Regions from separate parts of the Zea mays genome. Here region 2 is linked to region 1. Evidence: chromatin contacts called from public Hi-C data. All regions are on one chromosome and are shown on one strand. The core of a region is the stretch at or near the end of the contact, and the rest is flanking DNA. Distances in the headings are between cores, read along the strand shown.

Region 1 (4,161 bases), core at 556-3,055:
GGATGCACAGATCCGTTGTCTGGGGCTGCGTAGTATACGCATTGCATGCCTTCAGTCTGCAAACAACCCGAAAGGAATGGACATGTTAGAGCACATGTCTGTAAAGGGCACCAATTAAGTATCAAGTCTTTTGTATTGTATATACTAACCGGATAGAAATTATCTTGGCCATCATATCCTAAAGAGCTCGACTGGTTACACCATTCCATCTGTGATCCAACTTCTGCATTTGACAAATTGGTTACCATGAAATGAAATACTGAAAGGAGGTAAGCACCAAGGACAGGCATAATACAAAGATAGGACATTTCCTTTTACCTGCATAACCATATTGGTAGGGAGTTGCAGTAGCAGGAACAAAAACATTTTGTCCATACATTACATCAGGAGTCATTCCCATCTCCATGCAATTCACACTTTTGAACAAGCACAACTCCAATGCTCAGAGTCGGCTGGAATTAAAAGTAATAGGGCTGTTACTGATGTCATTCCATGCATAAAATAGATAAATAGAGCTGAAGGTCTGATCACTAAAAACATAGCAAGGTGTCCTGCATCACATCATTGTTCATAACCATTTTGCATCAATGCTCAACAAGCTATGGGAAGAGACACAGATAAAATGAAGAGTAGACCGGTATAGAAAGATGTGCCACAAAAGAATAAGTAAAAGTTATGTGTGGAAGTCACCGGAAACGGACGACATCATCACCAAGTTTGTTGTTGATAAAATAATAGACCAAGCAGCCATATGTCTGCATTTTAACCGATGATTTATATATCCATAAAGGCACAAGACCAATTTCATGGTCAATTAAAAAACATTATTCTTGCATTAGTACATGTATGACACATCTAAGTTTGGAAGGATACTATTACAGGTTGAACCTTTGGCTGTTTGCAAATTTAGGGTAGACATCAAGGACGGTAACCGAATCATATCTCTCCACATAGATTTGTAATAGCATACAAAACTATGTGCAAGTAATGACCGACTGTTTCCAAACCCCACCTAAAACAGAGCACCAACCTAAACCTACGACTCTGGCCTGGTGAAACATGGTAACTAGTTCCTCGACGGAGCTGTTAATGGTATCTGTAAGCAAACGCCGTGTCCTAATCATTGTGCACAAGTGGAAAAATAGGGGGTTCTCTCACGCACATGCACGGCGTCGATGATCATTGTGGAAAACTGAACCTAAGGTTTGCCATCCTAATTTTGTCTATTTCAGCCAAGGGGCCATAGGTGACAGGTGGTGGGCACGCCTAAACACAAGCATCTTGTACGCACACATAGTAGCAAGCATACAGGCAGCCCTGAGCAATGATTTCACGCCGTTTGATAGTATCCTTTATTCCCTTTCTTTTGACCTCGTTGAAGACAGCAAAGGGGGCGAATTTGCAGGACAGAACTAATCCCAACCTAGAGCATAGCACAGACAGATACAGAGGCAGCCGGCTTACCTTGCTCCTCCGGGCGGAGTGGCCTCCGATCCTTTGCTTTGCCGGTGATACAGTGGAAGGACTGGAAACGAGAGAGGAGAGGTCAGGCGAGGAGGATCATGGCGGGCGTCGCGGGGAAGGATTAAGGCAAGGACGGCGTAGATCCGGCCATTAGATTCCATCCGCATCCGCCGATTGACTGGCGCGCGACCAAAATCGATGGCGGATCCGGCCGGAGAAAGATCCGGTGCGGTGCGGTGCGGTGCCGTGCGTGTAGACTCACCCGAAACGGAACGGAGGGAGGGAGGAAGGTCGCCGGAGGGGAACGATTCCTTGGCCCGAGGAGATCCTGCAGGCGACGGGGAGGGGGGAGCGCTTGGGTTGTGGTTGACAGATGTAGGCGTCGTGCGCGAGTAACCCTAGCGCGAGGTCGGTTCGGTTCCAAAAGAAAAGAAAAAAAACAGTCGGGCCAGGCTGCGTGGCCAGATCGATTTGGTCTGGGCCGTTGCAGGCCCAACCGAACACAGCCTGCCTGATTTAGTGATTTGATCTGTGACGTGACGTGACGTGTGAGCTTCAACCTCTGAGCTGGTAGTGGCATGCCAATTGCCAACGTATATTTGCTTTGCTTCCACGTTAGGTTCTCCCTCCGTGAACGTGTGTTGTTGTCGTTTTGATTGATGAAAAAAAATATGAATAGTACATACGAACGCAGTTACATTAAGGCATTAAAGCCTCGAAGAAATTAAATTAAATTAAACTATTGTTAGGAGGAAGTGGCGGTGGCTGCGGCGACGGCATTGGCGACGACGGGGTATCCGATGCCGTGCCTGGTGGTTGGGAAGGCGACGAAGAGGAGGCTGCAGAGCACGCCAACGCCGAGCGGCAGAACGTCGAGCAGGTCCTGCGTGGCCCTGTCCGGCGTGGGCCCGTACAGGCAGACGACGACGTCCCTGTCCCTGGCGGCGACGACCCCGAAGACGGCGGCGGACAGCGCGGCGTGCACGAAGTCGATGAACGCGAGCCTGTAGCGCCCGGTGGCACCCTCGGGCAGCGGCGGCGCGCCCGGCGGGTAGTCGATGAGCCAGAGGCCCGTGCGGGTGGCGACGCCGTAGTAGACGCGGCCGTCGTGCGGGGACTTGAGGGAGTCGGTGAAGCAGGCCAGCGCGCTGGCGAGGGCGAGGAGCGCCAGGAGGCCCCGCGTGAGGAGCGACGTGGTGGCGTCGCACGCGCCGTGGTTCGTGAACGTCGGCGCCAGCAGGTTGAAGGCCAGCAGCGTGCCGGTCGGGAGCAGGTTGGCCAGGTTTGCCGTGGAGGACAGCGCCTGGGACAGCGCCGATGTCGCCGGGGATCCGCCTTGGTTCGGGAGGAGGCCGTCTTCGAGACGTGGTGGCTCGTGCTGCTGATCGGGCGTCGCCGCCGCGGCGGCTGGCCTCTGCCGTAGCGAGGCGGAGGAGGGGGGTGAAGATGCCATGTCAGGGTGGCTTAGCTTGCTTGACGATCGGATCGGTAAGGGAGATGGAGATGACGAACAGAGACGAGGATAAAGATGAAGCAGCACGTAAGCAATAGCTTGTATCTGTAGAGAAGGAAGCGAGCAGCAATAAGCAAGGTGGTGGTTGGTTGTGGAAGCGCGTGGCGGGAGATTGCTCTGCTGTTTCGTCTACCCACCCCCTTCGCGTGTCTAAAATCTAACTAATTTCGTTCAGGGATTCACGGATTATTTTTTTTCATAGGCATACTAGAATTAAAATTAAAACTGAATATCTCCAAGTGAGCTGATAGGCCCTAGCTGCGCACCCCCACCAGGCCGGCCTGCATCTTCCTCCTCCCCATATATACGGCCCACTGGACCAAAACCCGAATGCGAAGCTCTACCAGCTAGTTAGTGGCAATCGTATGGGTTGTCGATCGTAGGGTTGGGTACCCGTGAACACCGTGCGTAGCGTACGTATGGTATATCATAAACAATAACTAGTAGGTGCCCGTGCGATGTCACGGAACACAAATTGTGAGCCTTCAATGGACTTAGAGCCCTGGCGACAGGCAGCGTGAATACAATGGTGAGTGCCCGTGCGTTGCGACGAGAGTAAAAAAAATTTGTATGAAATATATAAACAGAACGACAAATATCACTATGATATGTAAAATCCGTGTGGTAAACATTATCAATATCACACAAAATATTTCTTAAGAGTCAATTTAGAATTTTATAATGACAGACAAATATATCGACAACCATACACTAATCTAGTCCTTTTTAGCGATATCAATAAGTCGTTGTTGTATGTTTGCAGGGATGACATATCGACACGAATTCCAATGATACCTCATAACTTAACAGACTGTGGAATCATGACCCCCTCTTTTTCTGGTGCTACTAAGCCGTTATTTGTCAAACTGAAGACTGAATTCCAATGATACCTACAAATCATTCACAACCAAATGTATTTGTAAGTGTCATTGATCATACGACTTAGTAAAACAATTAAATATTTTGATAGATCACTGGGTCTTTTGCTAGTCGAATGTTCTGAGAGCAAACGAACCACACAGGGGTCATAGTTTTAGTTGATCCAATTCTCATGTCTCCATAGATGACAATACATTTATTAATTGGAAAACATAAGTTTATAGTATAATTATTTGCCAGCTATAATGCATCCACAATCAAGATGAGGTAAGGATACAAACCTCCTTGATAGGGATGGGCATCCG
Region 2 (3,784 bases), core at 862-3,361, 280 kb before region 1:
GTATATATGCATGATAGTAGTATTGCTGCTGCAGCCTTGTTCAACACCAAAGCTGCGGGCATGTGTTGTTGTGGTGTGTCTTCTTCTTTAATTTGATGCATCCACCAACCATACTAACGTAACCACGGGATCAACATGTTTAATTAATTTAGAGTCCCCATCTTCTTCACGTTCCGTACGTGGTGTGGTAGCTAGCGGCGGCAAGCAACAGCACCAGCAACTGCTTTAATTTGAAGCAGCAGCAGCAGCAGCAGCAGCAGCAGCTAGCTAGCAGAGAGAGAGAGATATCGTCGATGGAGAGACATGGAAGCCACGCCGCGGCCAAAATGTTGGGAGAAGACGGAACAAACCGCCGTGTGACAGCATCATATATATTCCACTGCACGAATAATCAATGCCCCCAAGCTGTTCCAGATCGATGGAACAGCTAACGCATACGACGGCGACTGTTGGTGATGAGCTAGACGAGATCACTGCAATGCAATGCAATGGAATTCATTGCATATAAAACCACCGGGGTCCGGGCACAGCACAGGATGAGTAGCGTGGACCCCACCACCGGTCAACCACGTACGGCCACGCACACGAGTATTACTACTATAGCTGTTCCAACGACGCGTGCATCATCGTCGATGGAAGACCGTGCCGCTCATGTCCCCAATCAATGCAAATCCTACTAAGATATATAATCACCCCTCTCGTCCTCCTAAACCCCACGTACGGTACGAGCTGAGCGCCTAGACAAGATATCATAGAAACTTGTAATAACAACAATAATGATCTTCTATTCTATGGGACTGGGAGGGAGGCATGCATGATTGCTGCATGGGGGTCGTCACTCTGGTCTGACTGTGCCGCCGCCTCAAAAGGCGGTTGCTGCAGCCAACCAAGCGTCGACGCCATGCCTCAAACTGATGCCCATTTCCAGGCCATCATTCCTTGCCTTTGCCCCCCTATGGCTATGCACATGCATACGGGGTATACCCAGCCCAGTGGCCTCTGTCCCCAAAGACAAATCTCTCGTACTCCCTGCCCACTGCCCGCCCGCCTTTCAAACTCCGCTGTTTCTTTCTCGGTGCTCTTGGAAACCTACATTCCCGCTAATTATCCTTAGACACCGGAGTATGTAAACAAGTACACAAAAATAAAATATAAACTCATTAGAGAGAGTGGATCGGAGGTGTAGCAGGTAAGTGATAGGTTGAACCTAGACACCACACCACCAAAAACCAGCACACGGACAATTTAGAGAGGTTCAGGCCACAACATAATACCATGAGTTCTCTTATCACTTGTCAGTTGATGAACACAAAAGTGCAAAAGATCATTACAAGCTCAAAAAAACTACTAATCATCATGATCTCATATATCCTCCATGTTAGGAGTTCTACTCTATTGATCCTTAAACCACATTTAAGGATGTTAGGAGTTCTACTCTAATCAAAGAGACATGTTGGTTTAGATGTCTAGATCTCAAACTGTTCTTACAAAGTAGTTCCCATAAATGTGAGAGTGCCCCTAAACTCAGAGTGCTTCGAGGACACGAGGGCCCTGAGATGCTTGGTCGTTCTCAAGGATACATGTTGGTGTAGATGTCATTTCTTCGGACCATCTCAAGATTAAGTTGCCCGAAGAGTTGTATCCTTTTTTGGACCAGGGCCAAGGCAATTCCCCAAGCCACAGGGCCCTGGTCATAGTAGTTGGTCCCATAATATATATATATATATATATATATATATATATATATATATATATATATATAATCATTGAATGCGTCTTGGCATCATCCGTGGGTATGGAATTCCTCATATACCGATAGAGGTCCACAATTCCGTCGTTGAACTGGTCTTTGCAAGTGGATCCATTTTTTGCTAGACACCTAATGATCCCAAGCATGCCCGGTTAGCACTATGCTTCTCATCGTCGAGGGGCTCCGACTAGTGTCGTGACAACCTAATGATTCCAAGCATGCTCCTGACGAGTAAGCGCAAGGGGAGGATTGAACCAAGTTGTTAGGAAGAAGCGACCCATCACAACATAGTAGATTTATACTGTGATTTAGTTGTTCCTTGGGTTCTATTTCTAGGGCTTGTTGTTGTGCTCACCTGAGGCCTATTGTCAGCCACTGTTACTGTCGGTGTCTGGACCCAAGGGCTTAACCAACCAGTGAAATAATGTTATGTGTCCTTAACCCGGATGGGTGATACAAGATGACACAAGTCTTTATCCTGGTTCGGGCAAGAGAAGGCCCTACTTCTAGCAGAAGAGGGATGAGACTTATATTACTTGCACCTAAGTGCTTGCAGTAGGGAATACAAGCTGAGGGGGAGATGGAAGAATCCCAAGTCTCTAGGGTTGATTGAAGCTAGTGCCAATATCGTAATGGAGCAGAAAACCGTGAAGTGTTCGCTCGCCCTCCTGATGCCGCAAACTATCCTATTTATAGCCTTATCAGGGGCTGCCTGGAGTACTGGAGTTGGCTCAATACTGTGAGGCATGTACTCTTGTCGTATTGTACGTCCCATCGGGAGTTGGTAGACGACATGCAAACAGTGGTCGCATGCGTAATCATAGTTGGTGAAGCTTGACAGGATTGCGATCTTGTTGCTCCTGTACACCTGCAACCCTGCATGGGGTAGGTATGCACATTGAATGTTGTTGTCCCCGGTGGACTTCAGCTAAGTCTCGCCCTAGGTTTGTCTTGCTTAACCGAGGTGGGCTCACGCGAGGCGGAGACCTCCGTTCTGGGGAGAGGGGACCTCGGCCGGGACAAGAATTCTCTCGAGAACACACCCCGTCCGAGGGCAGGCTCGGGCGAGCCAGAGTTATGGTGACCCCTGAGGGAGGCCTCAGGCAAAACATGGCTTATGATCCTTCATCTTTGGGGAACGTGCTTTGATGGTGGTCTATAGGTCACGCGTGCTTTAGGGGTGTAATCTAGGTACCCTTAATTACTATACCCGACAGTTATCGTTGACTCAAAAGTCGATAATAGTCATGTTTCATATTTGCACCCCTTCTGTATGATATGGCGTACCTCAAACCTAAAACCTAATCATTAAGCGAAAGAGGTGTTACCACCGATATTTCTATGAAGAGATTAATCGGTAAGCTCTTCATTATAATAGTTAAGCAGAAGCGAAGGTGTTACCAATGATATTTCTATGAAGACATTAATCGGTTAGATCTTCACTATAAATACAGTCCACCTTCTTATAAAAAGTTTTTAAGTTTCCCGTGAATATGTTAGTTGTAAATTTACCATCCACTTTTGTTCTTTCTCCTATCCTCTTTTACGTTCCACCTTGAGGCAGGCAAGCACTCCAGCTTGGCAGGGTCAAAGTTGACGAACTTGGTAATCCTCCCACACAATGCAAGGAAGCGATGAACTAGACATGTACTACCTCACGTAAAAGGGTATGTTTACAGTAGAACTAGATGTTCAATAACTCTTGAAACGAACCTAAGAAGAGCGTGCATATTACAATCATAGTGCAGTCTTAATGGGCACACCTACCTGCTGATCGTTGGAGTTTTTTTTTTGGGCAGCTGGTGACCTGGCCGTGTATGTACGAAGGCCATGGTACGTAGAGGCTCCAGCTAAAGCCAACATGGCAGCCTGGCAGGGGCCAAGGGCAGGCCACAGAGGCAGCACAGCTCAGAGACCATACGGTACAGTACGTATATGCAGGGAACTGCAGGTCTCTCGATCAATCTCTGGTACGATACGTATGGTATCTAGAGCGTAGTACAACGCACTAGAATATTCAGAAGAGTTGCATGT

What was found. A called contact is a pair of places that touch in the nucleus more often than the background predicts.
Region 2: a Hi-C map of endosperm shows a contact between it and region 1, with 2.6 times the contacts expected there. The contact joins the promoter of LOC103628940 here to the promoter of LOC100383436 in region 1. A contact is called at or near these places in 8 of 25 Hi-C or Micro-C datasets (bundle sheath, ear, endosperm and 2 more).

The regions. Positions count from the first base shown.
Region 1 is chr6:6,551,345-6,555,505 of Zm-B73-REFERENCE-NAM-5.0, reverse strand. It overlaps LOC100383436, which reads right to left and starts at 1,805. Exons shown (of 8, transcript NM_001176086.1): 1 at 1,727-1,805; 2 at 1,465-1,525; 3 at 319-452; 4 at 150-223; 5 at 1-56. The coding sequence starts at 406. It overlaps LOC100277191 (DUF679 domain membrane protein 7), which reads right to left and starts at 3,020. Exons shown (of 1, transcript NM_001150831.1): 1 at 2,096-3,020. The coding sequence starts at 2,917. The coding sequence ends at 2,210. It overlaps LOC103628933 (a long non-coding RNA gene), which reads right to left. Exons shown (of 10, transcript XR_002263235.3): 9 at 4,138-4,161; 10 at 3,585-3,867.
Region 2 is chr6:6,833,532-6,837,315 of Zm-B73-REFERENCE-NAM-5.0, reverse strand. LOC103628940 reads left to right here and starts at 2,111. Exons shown (of 1, transcript XM_008650130.3): 1 at 2,111-3,784.